Linked DNA regions of Sus scrofa: region 2 is linked to region 1. Evidence: chromatin contacts called from public targeted proximity ligation data. All regions are on one chromosome and are shown on one strand. The core of a region is the stretch at or near the end of the contact, and the rest is flanking DNA. Distances in the headings are between cores, read along the strand shown. Region 1 overlaps PLXNC1 (plexin-C1). Region 2 has its middle 16 kb from the start of PLXNC1.

Region 1 (7,551 bases), core at 3,565-6,064:
GCTGGGGCGGGCTGGCATAAACTTTCAATGAATCATAGCAGAGGCAATCCGATTTCTGTGTTTTTTAAGATTTTTCTAATAATCTTAAAGACTGTCTCAGAGATAAGAGGACGAGGGCAATAATATGTTTGTCGCAACTCTGTTTCCCAGGGCGCCAAGATGCTATCTCTCGGCTACAGCAGACTGGCAGCCTCATTTCCTGGGTTTAAGAGTTCAAAACACCATTGCTGGCTTAACTTTGATTATAAGTCACACTTCTCTCGCGAATTCAGCACACTGGCCACGAGTGATTAGGTTTTCTCGTCTCCTCCTGAAAGGGAAGCAAATGTCCCTTCTCCCACGGGGCGCCCTTTCCCGGAACTGAGATCCTCAACCTTCACTTGCTCTTCTGAAGTTTCAGGCGAGCTGCTCCCAAATCGCTCTCTAGACACACAGCCGGCACCCACGGGGGGGCCCAGATGCCCCAGCCACAAAATCAAACGTGCCAAAAAATTTGCAAAGGGGGAAAACCTGCAGAGTAATGGGACTTGTTCCTCTTCTGGCTGCCAGCTCTCAAGCGCTGGGCATGAGAGGAAGACAGGAGTCCTGCGTGTGCGTGTGCGTGCGTGCGTGCGCGTGCATGTGCGTGCACACAAACGCTCCTCTGGTGCTGCCATCCGGGACCCTGAGAAGGTTGTGGCAGTCTGCCTCACTGAACAGCAGCCTGCAATGCCTGCTGGAGAAGGATGGCTTCTTCTGGTCCTGGAGGAAGTGACGGCATGTTCAGAAAGGCAGAGCCATGTTCCACCCAGGATGCAGCAAACAAAGAATGACTTCTTGGAACCCATACGTTAGTCCAACGATTTCGCATACAAGCAATTGGCAGGATGCCTCATGGTCTAGAAAACACCCCACACCTCGGGGAGAACGCATCCTAATCTTAGAGGTGTGAAACCCTGATTTTAGGTTGTCAGATGAGGTGTTGTGTTTGTGAGCATTTAACCAAACAGGACTTTGGCGGCCTCTTTTTAAAGGTGGCCCTGCCATGACACCGAGGCTCTATCATTTCTCATTGCTCATGTGGCTGCTCTTGTTTTTTGTTTTTTCTCTTTCCTCCTTGAAAAAAATTTACACACACACATATTCACATGCACACTCAAAAAACTGAGTTTGTTCACCATGCCTCGGTTTTCAATTACATAAACCACCAGAGGCAAATTCAGAAAATCAAGACTTTGAACCACTGGGTACACATGTCTGGGGAAGGGGGGTAAAGTGGGAAAAACGGGGTGAAAGGAGAGAAAGGGAGACATTTTAAAATACGATGGTGAAGGCTGAGGGGACTTGCCGGAAAGGAAACGAAAAACCTTAAATTTTTTATATTGCCCTTCTGCTAACCTTTTGTCACACAAGCAACAGACCAGAGCAGGCTTCTCTGGAGCTTCTAGCATAACGATCCACCATGAAAGACGTGTTGGGACGAGTGCAATAAAAGGCATTAAAAATCCGTTTGAAAGGCAAGGGCCCTAGAAACAAGCGCCCCACCCCTTCTCCCGGCTCCACGCTATCTCCTGGCAAATTCCTACTCTGAAAAGGAAGATTTATGTGGATTTCTGAGAGCATAATTTCCCATCAACCTTTTCCCCAGGGGCTACAAAGGAAAAAAAGAATCTGAGCGTCGACACAAATTTCTGCAACATCAAGAAACATTTTGATGATGAGTTGAGCGTTAACAAATCAGAAACACATGGTCTTAATTGACTGTGAAATAAATAACATTTCAAAATGAAAGGGGGGAGAAGTGTTCAGATGTAAAGCCTTAGAAAGGACTCAAACCTCCGAGTTGCTCCAGGCGGCTGATGTCGTTCTCCACTCCCAGCCCCAGCTTCTCCTCTCCTTCCTGTCCGGGTTCAGGGTTTCATGAAAGTGAAACGCTGCTGGATTTCCCTGACCTACATTCACTTGCAAACACGCCTCGTTGGGAACCTGTGGCGTTCCTAAAATGTTTCCGAGTAAAATCAAGGGCGTCTTTGGCATTAGGACCAAGGCCCTGGCTTGGAGGACAAACCCTGCATCCGTGAAAGGGGAGTCAAGAGGCCCAGATGCACGTTCATCTTTTGTTCTCCAAGGTATCAGGGGGTGCTTCCTGCGGGATGCACTTGAGAATTACCTGGAGCGGTGAAAACCTCTATCTGAACCTGGGCTCCACCCTCAGATGGTCGGATGCCAGCAGTCCCCAGACGGCGCCGCCGGCGTTGGTCTATCTAGATCTACGCGTCTAACACATGCCTGAGGAGATCAGAATTTACATGCCACTCACGGGCCCTGCAGCGTCCTAAGTGCTTTATAGGACATCAGCTCTCAGTCCTCGCAATACCCCATGAGGTGGGCAGCCGCCATGATCAACATCCCATTTTACAGATGGGGATATGAAGGCACAGAGAGGTTTCCCAAACTTGCCCAAAGTCACACAGCTAGCCAGTGGCAGAGGCAGGATTCCAACTTGTCTGGCTTTAGAAGCCACTCTCAGTAACCATTCTATCAAGAGTTCTCCACGTGTGGTCCTGGACCAGCAGCAGCTGCAGAGAGCTCTTTAGAAATGCAAAATCTCTGGCCACGCCCTAGACCTACTGAATCAGAAACTCTGATGCTGGTGCTGCCTTGCAACTGGGGATTTTATGGTTTGGGGCCATGCCCGGGCATGTAGAAGTTCCAGAGCTAGGGACGGAATCTGCACCACAGCAAAGACCAGAGCCGCAGCAGTGACAAGGCAGGATTCTTAACCCACTCGTCCACCAGGGAACTCCACAACCGGTGTTCAATTCTGATGCATGCCAAGGTTGGAGAACCACTGCCTGCATTGTCTCTCGGGTGTGGATGGGAGTATAGACCCAAGTCAGAACTGCTGACTTTCGGTCCCGCTCCCGACCCTGCGGATGGCTGCTCAGACGCGTGCCATCTTCAGTGGAGGGTGAGCAGCATCTGCCAACGCCTGGGAACTTGAAACTGCTGATCTAGGGACTATTCTCTCGCCAGAGGATGCAACCATAACACAGTCTACAGCAACGTGGTGCGGTGCCTTCTCCAATTAGGGGGTGAATTTTTCCAGGATGACACTGCAGGGCTTGCCCGCCATCCAGGGCAAAGCCACAGGAGACTCAGCTCCCTTACGGAGCAAGAGCAAAACCCCACTGGAATTCTTTCCTCCTCCTCCACTAATGAGATTGTGAAAGAAACCCAGAATCTCCATAAAGCTAAAGATCAAAGCAAAACACAGCAATCTCTTTTCTGAGTCTCTATTAACAGAAAAAAAAACAACAACCCAAAAACAAACAAAAAAAACAACACACAGAAAATTCCGAAGTGATTTTAGAGATGCTTGCCATGGCTGGTTCTCTCTAAAAACTCCTGAATGTGCAAAAAATTGTTCTCTTTTCCTTTAGCAAGGGAAGAGGGTGGGTGGGTGAAGTGGGGAAGGACCAAAAGGAAGTTCTTACATGGGTGAAACCCTCCAGCAGCCCGGCGCTCATCTCCTTGTCGTGATTTAGAGCCTTCCTCTAAATATATCTATGAGATCACAGAACATGAAGTGCATGACACCAAACATTTGTAACTCATCCATGGAAATACAGGAAGGGCGTCATGGCGCAGGGGGAACACAGTGGAATTTGTCTTGTGTTAGCTTTCTAAAATAAGACGGCCTCCGTTTGGTTGAAATATATCTTCACACATTGTCTTCCAGAGCAGAGCCGGTTGAGAAATTCTGATTGCAATTATAAGTGCTGAATAGGGAGTACTTTGCATCTCCTTTGACGAGGCTGAAAGCTCTAAGCCATCCTGATATTAAAATCTTTGGAAATTGACGAGTACCCCAGGCACCGTTACAATACTTCCCCCTCCCAATCTGAGTCATTCAAATCTATTACGTGAACATGTGTTAATATTTTATCGGCGACCATTTTTAATTAACTAAACGTACGAGGCCTCCTGCAGTAGGACTGATATCGTTTCATTTGAAGTGACGCCCCCCCCCCCCGACCCCCCATCAGCTTCATTGCAAACGTACCACAGTACTGAATTCCGGAACCTGCCACAGCAGCCAGTCCTCATTAAGGGTGTACAGGGCTTTGCAAGTGATGACATCAACGGGACCCTTGTTTATTTTCTGATTCAGAGTCGTCACCAGCAAATAGAATGGCTCTCCAACAGTCTCCTTGGAAAAGACGCAAAAGTGACAGTTAGCTTTCAGCAGAATCCAGTGTACTTTCCCAAGAATTGAAGTTTCGGTTTATGGCACCACGACAGGAGACAGGAGGCAGTGTTTTCTAACAATCAACATGAAACTCCCAAGAAAATACATATTGCGCCACTTAGGACTGGGAGCAAAACTCAGGAAACCGCCTCCTCTCCCCATCACACATGCATGTTCACACACACACCCACCCACCCACCCACCCACACACACACACACACTCTCTCTCATGGCATCTACAGAGTACCTGATCATTTTTTATGCTTAAGCTTCTGCATGGCAGCCTAACTCCCATCAGCTGGCTAGTGCCTAAGAACACACTTAGAGGAGGTCTACCCTTTGTTTTTATGCCTATTTAACTGCCCCCAATGCTTAAAAAGCACCCTGAAAATAAATGGCATTTTAAAAAATGCACAATGATTCGCCTTGGTAACCAGAGGAAACTTAAAAACGTTTCCAACATTTACCTACGAGGAAGCTTTTTGGTGTTAACAGCTTCTCACTAAGGAAGTGGCCTTCCCTTCCGTGACACAGTTTGCAGCCTCCTCACCCGCCCGCCCACCCCGGGAAGGCCAGCCCTGGGGCCTCCCCAGATGCCCCCTCCCCGCCGTCTTTGCGGGTACAGGCCACTGATGGACTCCACCCCCTTCCCCTGGGCCAGAGCCAACCCACTGCTCTAAGGATCTTCCCAAACATTCGGCCCATCCTGATGACCGCTTTCCACACTTCCGCCACATGCACTTTTTCCTGGGCCAGGGGTGGCCAGCCCTGCTGTGCCGGAGAGGCCCCAGATTTGTCGGCACTGTGCTTGAATGGATGCTGAGCAACCCAAGTGGGAGGCCTGGGTGTTCTGCTTTGCGGCAGCCGCCACAGGCTTGCAGCCGGGGTTGGCTACAGGGTAGCATTTGCGAAGTCAGTCAACCCTCCGCGAGCCGAAGGACATTCCACTGAATAGATGGGGGGAGAAAAGCTGGGCCAGAACCAGGAAGTCAGACTGCCTCAGCGAGGAGCCCAAGCCAATCACGTGACCCGGGCCTGCCGTACCAGTTTACAGCATCGAGCTTTCCAGCCGATGCATCTGGCTTGGAAAGGAGGATTCCCCTGGACGGGTAAACTACAATGTCTCGGAAGTCTCCTGGGCTCCCAGCCCCTACCCCGTGCCACCCTCTACAGTGACTGCAGGTGCCCAGCCCAGCCCAAGCCCGGGCTTCCTCTGGCTCCTTCTGCCACCCTCCCCGCCCCTGGGCCCCTGTATCACTTCCCGTCCCCTGCTGACATATCCTGGAGTCTCTTCCTCACTGTGGGACGCGGCTGGAATGCTCGAAAATTTCCCAGGTGGGGAAGAGCCCGGGGACGAGAACATGACCTTTAAATTCGCACGAGAAACTTCCTTTATTTAGTGCTTCGCACCCGCACAGCGCTTTTCTCCTGTCCCCCCCACCCCCACCCCCGTAGGTAATGTCCTGACCGCAAACCTCCAACCTCCACCTCTCTCTGCCTCCAGCCCACATCAGAGGTGGGGGTGGGCACACCCGCAGAGGCCGGCGTTGGGGGGCCGGGGGGGGGGTTCTTCTGGGCTGCCTGGTGCCTCAGCTCCAGCCTCTGTGACCCTGTAGTCGGGAATTCTCGGGAGAGGGCAGCTAGAGTCAGGGAAGTACCATCTCCTCTGGCACTGCCTCCACGCTTGGGTTCAAAGCCTGGATAGTCGCCACCAGAATCCCCTGGGGCTCTTATGACAAATTCAGAGGTCTGGGTCCCACTTTCGATGGGGACCCTCTGGAGATGAGGCCTGGGCCTCTGGAGTTTCAACACCTCCCCAGGGGCTCTGATGTGAGGCTGGCTTAGGAAACCATGGGGCAGAGGGGTTTCTTTGTCACCACCCGCTGCACTTTCTAAGTCAGTCCCACCTGCTGGGGGCTTAGGCATCTTATCAGACCAGGGTGCACCCAGCTCCCCAGGGGGCTGGCCTGTCGCAGAGCCACCCTGCCCTTCCCCTCCGGTGATGGGCGTTAGGGACCCCTTCCCCAGCCCTTCCTTAGCGAGGTCGGTCGCTCTGACCATGGCTGAGCCCATGGCTTTTGCACCCCTGATCCCATGTGATCCCCTAGCGCCCCTAAGCCTGGAAGGAGGTACTTGCCTCCTTGGGGAAGCAGGAAACAGGTGGCTGCGGGCTCCCTGGTGTTGTCACAGGAGCTGTGGGCTCTGGAGAAAATCTCGCTTGTTCTGTGTCCCCCGATTCCCCAACATGCAAAATGGTCATAAAGGCATTTACCTCATGGGGTTCAATGAGCAAAAGGAAGCAAAGTTCTTAGCACGTGGCTGGCAAGGCAGTAGGTGGCAGTTAGTATTATTACTTTACCAACAGGGCCCTGGAGGCACAGAGGGGGAAGTTTACCTGGAGGTCAAAGAGCCCGTGGAGCCCGTGTGTGTGTGTGTGTGTGTGGGGGGGGGGGGGGGGTCGGGGTGGGGAGCAGGTAGGGAAGGAGGACTAGGCCCATCAGCCCCCCCCTGCCCCCCGCCCACCCCCGTCCGTGGGCACTCGGTGGGGGAAGGCAGGCCGCTGCACCAGAGGGAACCATTCCACTAAAAATGAAAGTATTGCTGACTGGCTTCCTGCCACTTCCTCCCTGGGGAGCCTGCTGCCCCCTCACCACCCCCCCTCAGACACTCTTGAATCAGCATCCCCTTGACCCAGAATCCTCTGCTCAAGGGGGCGGTTTGGGTTCAGGGCCCAGATTTTTCGAACACCTGGCTTTTTTAAAGCCCAAGAGCAGCAAGGACAAGGCTCTGATGAGCCCTTCAGGGCTCAGAGTAAGAATCACAGAAGAACAAACGGGGGAGGGGTTGGACATTAATGGCCACGCCCCTCATCTGGGAGGTAGAAACGGATGCCCAGGTGCAAGGGGCTATCTGTGTCCAGAGCCACGCAGCAAGAGGGACAGACATGAGCTTAGAGCCTGAACCTGCTGCTTCTCACCCAGACGCCTTCGCCTAGGCTAAGGCTCCTTCTGCTACCCCAGGTTCTCAGAGGCAGGTGCCAGAATCCCCTGTAGGAGCTTGCAAACATGGACAGTGGGGCCCAAACTTCCGATTCAATGGCAAGGCGGTGGCGCAAGAGCCTGCCTTTTGAGACCAAGACCTCAGAGCGAGGTGAGGGTCCTGCTGCCTCCCTTTAGAAGCAGCTATGGCAGAAGCTAGGATGCGGGGTGGGGGTGGGGGGGAAGCAAAAAATATTCACCCCAGGAAAAAAATCACTCAACATCTCCCCAAAGCGGGTGATGATTTATACCGAGTAAACAGAAAAGAAGGCAGATTTCATT
Region 2 (7,551 bases), core at 3,687-6,186, 130 kb after region 1:
TACCTGAAATAGGAGGCAACAAGGCAAACCTTCAAAGAAAAGCAGAGATGAGACAGATAAACACGTGTGCTCATGAGTGCAGGTGCACACAACACACACACACACACACAGAGACTGAGGCTCACCAGACTGAGTCCTCCGTCTTGTCCTTTGACCTGAGCGGGTTTGGGTTGAACCTCTCTCCCTTGCTCTGTCTTTGGCCCTCTCTTTTCCCAGCTTTATTCTTCTTGGTCAATATCACCTTTGCCCATGGGCTTCCACCATCCCTTTGCCGTTGAAGGACTCTAAAATCTCTACATAAGAGTGATCTCTTGAGCACTAGACCTATATGTCCGAATGCCTACTGGTCATCTCCCTTGGACATTCCACATGCTTCTCAAACCAACTTTCTTCCACACCTTTTCCCCACATAGTCCCTGTTTCAATGGATGACATCACTGTCCATTCAGGTGCTCAGTCCAAGAGCTGGAAGTCATCCTGGGTCCTTCCCACCCTGCCTGTATCTAAACAACTGTCAAGTCCAAGTCCATTGATTTTTACCCCCTTAAGATTTCTTATAACCCAGATCCCTTCTGTTGTCTCATTCCTACGCCTTGGTGTAGTGCCTCACTGCCTCACAGCTGGGACATTTTAGATGCAACTAGTATTCCTGATTCTAGGCTCTCTGTCCACCCCCTTCCATCCAGTGTTGCAGTGCCTTCTAATCTTCCTCCAAGATGGAAAGTTAGTCAGGTTTCTTCTGTTAAAAAATCGTCAATGCCTCCCTGTTATTTCCCAATATTTTTATGTCATGGGCCCATCAGGCTCCACTCTGCTTGGATCCCCCCTGCTGTTGGGCCCACTCACTGCTGGAAGTGACCAGTCAAAGGGCTCTGGCTGCCTGGCTCTCCCAGCAGGACCTAAGGGCTGAGGGGGTAGGATAATATCTCAATGTACCATATACCATACTTTCGGGGAGGTTCTGGCTTAGAAATTACTGCTTGTGCCTCTTAGCTTGATCTCTGTGGCCCCGACTGCCTGTCTTTGCCACACTCTGTTCCCATGCCTTCACATGCATATCTAATTCTGCTCTGGGCTGAACTAATTGGAGAGTAATTGTGCAGGGCCAGTAAACCTGAACTCTGAGGCATCTGTTGGCATTGGCTGACATGCCTGATGTGCATTTGTTTTGTTCTATTCCATCTAAAGGAGGAGGTTGATGCTAAGCTTTTGTGGAAAGAGACAACAAAAAGGAGATAAAAACAGGATGCTTTCTATTCTTCAGCTAATCCCCTGTAGAGAGCAGGGGTGCGCATGAGCTGGAAGGTACACTTTGACCAAAGGCCTAGGACCTTCAAGGCATTCACACCACCTTAGGGTCTGTGACAGAGTGAAGCACAGAGCTGGAGAGAAGGGCGTTCTTCCCGGCTTTGCAGAGAAGACGGTGTCAGCATCAGGGGAGATACAGAGGAGCAGGGAGGAAGCGCCACTCCAAGATGTTCCCCTAGGGTCCCCCCAAAGTGACTAAAGAGGGTCGAAGGAGAAAGAAGCCAAGGATAGTCAGTGGTAAAACTCAGGGGTATTAGTCATATGGTCTTGCTGGCATGCCCTGGGGAGACCCGTGAAAGAGAATTTACAGAAGCTATACAAATCAGTTATTATGTGTTTAGTTATAAGGAAGAACATCTAAATCCTTGCAGCATGGAAAAATAGGCACTAATTTTGGGCCCATACAAGGAGTCCAGTTGCCAGGAATGGTTGCCATTCAGTGTTACTATCAAAGAGCCCCCCAGGCTCTTGTTATCTTTCTGCTGTCGCAAGAGAGCTGCCACAGCCGCAAATATCATTACAGTTTTCTAGACAAGAAGAAGGCTAGTTTTCTCCTTGCAAGACTCAATCTTTTTACGTCCACATGCAAAGCCCTGAGCCGACTTCTCCTTAAGTCTCATTGACTAGAATGTGGTTATGCTCCCACTCTGGACCACCCGCTGGCAAAGAGGAAAGGAATGACTATGATTGGCGCCTGACTGGCTCCTGAGCCTGCGTCTGGGGGAGGAGCTTAGCTTCCTCAAGGTCATCCCGGATTCGAAGCTAAGGTTCCATTAGCGGGACAGAAGGAGGGAAGGGGAGGAGATGGGTGTCAGGTAGGTAATGAATGCCGCTCCATTTGGTTCAGTGGGTTAGGAACCTGACTACTATCCATGAGGATGTGGGTTCGATCCCTTGCCCCACTCAGTGGGTTCAGGATCCCGGACATTGCTGTGAGCTGCAGTGTAGGTCACAGGTATGGCTTGGATCCCCTGTGGCTGTGGCTGTGGTGTAGACCTGCAGCTGCAGCTCTGATTTGACCCCTCGCCCGGGGAACTTCCATATGCTCCCTAAAAGCAAAACGCAAAAAAAAAAAAAAAAAAAAAAGAATGCTGCTTCAACACTGCAAGCTTTTCAGTTCTCCATTCCTGGAAGTCCCCACCTCCCCGTTCCTATAAGCTAAAGTCGTATTCATCCTTTGGGTTCTCACTCTAGCATCTTCTCTGACGTTTATTCACCAGAGAATGAATAAATGATTGTTTGGTTTCACCAACACACCCGGCTCCTGCCCCTATCTTTGCTCTCATAACACTTCATTGCATGGTGTTCCTATGGCCCTAGACTCCTTGGGGGCAATAGTTATATTCATCTTAGACTCTAATGTCTAGCATGATGCCTGGCTCATTGTAAGTGTGCAGTATGCGTGGAATAGATGTTGCATTAACAAATCCAAGGTAGAAAATAATCATGTTGGCACCGGCATTTTCAAGCATGAAGGCCCACTAAATATGCACAGTCAACAGCTATTCAGCTCAGCCACACCTATTTACGGCGGGTCTATTGTCTGCCAAGCACCAGAGGCAGCCCAAGAGAAGGATAACACAGGATCCGTGAACCCAAAGCGCATATGCACCGCAAAGATAACTAACAATACAAAATAGCATCTGATAAGTGTCTCATTAGAGCTCCAGGAGTGCGGTGGCAGCGGAGATAGAGCACACTGGGCCAGGGAGGGCACAGTAATTAAAATCCACAGGTAATCCCAAATCTTAATTTCATCAATGCTCGCACCCGAGGCCCATTCACGCCTTCTTAGGGATGTGGAAAAATGGCCAGATTTGAGTGTAATTTCCCCTCAGTGCCCTGCCTATCTATCGGAGCACCTGTGACCCACAGTAAAAGAACCACACGGTAAATAGCCAAAGAGGCAACGAGGAAGAAAGGCAGACCTTGTTCATTCACAGCTCAGATAGTCAGCTCTTGAATAGCTGAAAGCTCGCACAGTTTTAACCCGCGATTTGAAGATCAAATGAGGCCGTGTGTCACAACTGTACCTCACGTGAGGTTTTTGTTAAGGTGTGTTATTGGAAAAGAAGTAACTAAAACCAAGTCAAAGGCATGGGGAATGCACTAAATGCTTCCTTTTACAGGCCCCTCGCTGCAGGGAAGCTGTGTTTTTGCAATGGGACAAAATGCTGAAATCACCTAAGGCAACGAGGGCAATACTGAGAGTCTCCTGAAGGATTTTAACATTCGTGTGGGGATTGGGGGTAGAGAGCAAGCACATGGACTGTGACAAGCTAGCAAAGTCTGTTGACTCTTCTTCAAATATTTTCAAATGAAAAACTTTTTTAAAAAAATTGAAGAAAAATACATACAACTGCAAAGGAAGCCAACTATGTTGAAATACAGTTACAAAATAATAAAATCATGACATGGTAAAACATACGATTTTTTTTTCTTTTTCTTTCTTTTTTCCTTTTCTTTTTCTTTTTTTTTATGGTATATGGAAATTCCCAAGCTAGAGGTCCAATCGGAGCGGTACCTCTACCTACACCACAGCCACAGCAATGCGGGATGTGAGCTGTGTCTTTGACCTACACCACAGCTCACAGCAATGCCGGATCCAGAACCCACTGAGTGAGGCCAGGGATCCGACCTGGGTCCTTCTGGATACTAGTTGGGTTTATTACCGATGGCTGAGCCACAATGGGAACTCCCACATGTGTGTTTTTTTTTTTTTTTCCCACATGTGGTTTTTAAATAACATTATAAATAACAAGACTGAGCAGCACCGCTAAGGTTTAATTGTGATGTGAAGTAAGGCTAAGCATGAATCAAGGCATCAGCGACAATTGTCGAGGGATGTGAAAAGATCTGCCATGTCTCTTGTTGACAAAGTCACAGGTGCTACTGTTACTATTCTCATTCGTTGCCCACATTCATAAGAGAAGAAAATGCTAAATTTCAATTTGAGAAAATAAAGATATCATTTTGTTTTACCATCCAAGTTCACAGGCCCCCAGTTAAAAGCTGCTGTTCTGAGGTCCCTCAGCCACATGGTGACCAAGTTGAGAACCAGAGTCAGCGTGTGTTTGCCTGCTGTTGACGGACACAGGTCTAGGATGGCATTTCCCTCGTCAGCTAATGAAATTACAGTTTCTATTCTGCTCCTTAAAAAGTGAGGTTCTTAGAGAGATTCAACAACAAGGAGAAAGGACCCTTTGAGGACGCTCGTTGGAAAAGATCTTTATTCAGTGCACTGCCATTGACTTTCCTTGGAATGTGGCTCACTAACACTGCTCTTGTATTTTCTGCTGATGTAGTAGCTGCTGGATGCTTTACAGCCTCTTGCGGTATTCTTGCCTCATCGGATGTGGACATCGCAGATATAGGCAATGGTTCAGGAAGCAGAAATTCATGCTCTCAGCCTAGAGAAGCAGTTAGATTGCTCACTGCATGAAGTCACTCTTTGAAAATGGATAAGGGACAAGGCCACAGCCCTCTGAAAGGGGAATTTGGTGCCCATTAAAATGCAAATGAGAAACTTATAATTTTTCTTTTCCTTTTTTTTTAACAAATACAAAATTGTGATCATAACTGACCAGACCAGTTGGCCAGGGGCTGGAGCCCAGTTCCCCTTTCTTGTTTATTTTAAGTCCTTACCTAAACGAGAAAAGAAGGAAGGAGGGCAAAGGGAAGTGTCCTAACACTGTTGGGAAGGGTGGATCGCTATTTTATCTTTGCAAAAATGAAGTTTCTTCTCTACTTATTTAGAACTAAGCACGCGAGGTACCAATTCTCCTTCAACAATTACCGTGTCATTTAGAGGGTATGTCTTCACAGATTAGTTTCCACGCCTATAAATTGTTTTTAAAAAGGTAAAAATCTGTTTGATGGTAAATCAATATCTAAACAACAGGTAATGGGAGTTCCTTAGTGGCTCAGTGGGTTAAGGAACCGATGTTATTGCCGCTGTGGCTCAGGTCACTGCTGCAGCATGGGTTCAATCCCTGACCCAGGAACTTCCACATGCCATGGGCACGGCCAAAAATGAATAAATAAATAAATATAAATAAATAAATCCATTCTCAAAAGAATCAGATTTATGAGGACAACAAATTCCAAAATACAGAGTTGTTAGAGTGTCACATTGAAAAGGCTTTGACCAATGACACACATTATTTAAAAAACAAAAAGGTAGCCTAAAGAACATATCTGCTGAGTAGCTGTCTACTTGAATGTAGTTCATATTTTTCCCAGTCAGCAGCCACGAATGAGTCACTTCTTCATTTGTATTGGTATTGCAATTACAAGATAAACAGAGCATAAATCCTATCCTAGTATAGCTATTTGGGTGCATTTCTTTCTTTCGAATTTTGAATGTCTGGATTTGGTCTCGGCACCTCGAGGGTCTTGCTGGACAATTATTAGTTTCTCAATGAACATTTACTGAATTGAATGTAATTAAAGGGAGGAGAGAGTGAATGATGTGTCTGTAAAACCTGATCAGCAGTGTCAAAAGATCTTCCACCACCAATAACTTGAGGAATGGAATTTAAAAAGGGTCTAAATGGACAGCGAACAAGTCAGAAATGGACAAAGTGCACCTGCCAAGAACCTGACAATGCTTGGTATGCCATTGTTGAATAAATTACCAATTTTAATATTAATAGTGACTGTAATTCCACTGCCCAGTGTAGCTTCCTCCTCTATAACATGGAGACATGGACAGCATCTCCGCCATGGGCTGTTACGTGGGTTACACGTGTGAATGCACACAACACACTGAGAGGAGCATCTGCGTATAGTAAGTATTGGTTCTTGCACGAGCCAGGAATGGTTCTCAGCGCCTCTCATGCGTTGCTACTAGAAACTACGAAGGAGCCAGGATGAAGAAACACCTGAAAAACTGGGGCGGGGGGGGGGGGAGAAGGGCAGAAACTCCTACCCTAGAGGTTTTCAGTTCACAGCCTCTGTATTACTGTCCTTGCTGCCTGGAACAAGTGTCGCCAACTCATCCCGTGGCAGACGCCTCCTTAGACTTCCAGGTCACGGCCTCTGCTCAGACGTGCCTTCTCTCACTCACAGACTAGAGCAGCCTCCCTCATATCACCCCTCTTTCCCTTTAGAGCATTGGATATGGTGTGTAATTGCACGCGTCATTCTCTTTTGACCCATCTATGGGTGTCTCCACCACGAGACTGTGCATTCCCTGAGTGCTGGAATTGGTTACGTCACCCATTATCCTCAGCTCCTAGAAGAATGCTCAGCATAGACTAGACGCTCGGTGAGTGAATGAATGTATCCGCGTACCCCTTGGGTGCAAATGGAATAAATGAATGTATCAGGGTTCTGGCTGCTGGAGGTTGCGGCCAGCATGGCATGCATTTGGTCTACAAGATACTTGCCTCTCAAAAGCAAGCCAGCACTTAGAAGAGTGACCCTGCACACACACACACACACATACACACACACACCCCAAATTGTAATCTAACACCGTGTCCTCTTAACAGCTTCTCTCAGGAGCCTCTAGGATTTGTGAGTCCCACCTCCAGAGAATTTTCGACCAGCCCTCCATCACCATATACTTCCTCATTTTGATCAAGTTTACAAAGAGAAGGGTGAAGATGAAAGGGGAGGCTCCCCTGGCAGCAGCTGGGGTGTGAAAGTGGAGGGAAGGATCGAATTTGAGGGTCCATCACCCTTTTACTAAGAAACGCTTCCTTTCTGAGGCTTCCTGAGGAGGCAGGAAGTAATGCCGAAACCTCAAAGTTTGGGGTAATCAACAGCACCCTAAAATCCCCGAACAGGGTTTACCCTGAGGATTAGCTCTGAGGTTAGGAAGAAACAACTCGTCTGCCTCCTGATTCATGTCTAGAGCTTTCTAATCCCGTGGCCTGCAGGTCTCAAAAAGATAAGACTGAAATGAATGTCCAAAATTCCTAGGGGCTCTCACCAGCTATTTTGGAAACAAATATAGCTGCTTGCAGGCGAGCTTCTATTTGTCCAGAATTACCTAGCTAAAGTAGAAGCTGCCCACACAATTACACTCTAGTTAAAGTATTTTGAGCTCCACCCACTCTCTGCCCGTTTTTAGCATGGTGTGATGGAGCGAGCTGGCCATGAGAAGCCATGTGGAAATGCCGCCAGGGGACTGAACCCCAGGCCTGTTTGCACGTGGGGCCTGACCGCTAGCCTCTGGGTCCCTCCCACCACACATACACAGATGACTTTTCAAAATTCTTTCACAGAATCTCTCAT

What was found.
Region 2: a contact with region 1 is called in a targeted proximity ligation map of alveolar macrophages. A contact is called at or near these places in 1 of 47 Hi-C or Micro-C datasets (heart right ventricle) and 1 of 2 datasets of targeted methods (alveolar macrophages).

The regions. Positions count from the first base shown.
Region 1 is chr5:88,936,552-88,944,102 of Sscrofa11.1, forward strand. PLXNC1 (plexin-C1) reads right to left here. Exons shown (of 31, transcript XM_021092759.1): 21 at 4,046-4,192. Among named protein-coding and RNA genes, the nearest start is that of PLXNC1, 120 kb to the right of the region's middle.
Region 2 is chr5:89,067,630-89,075,180 of Sscrofa11.1, forward strand. No RefSeq gene overlaps it. Among named protein-coding and RNA genes, the nearest start is that of PLXNC1, 16 kb to the left of the region's middle.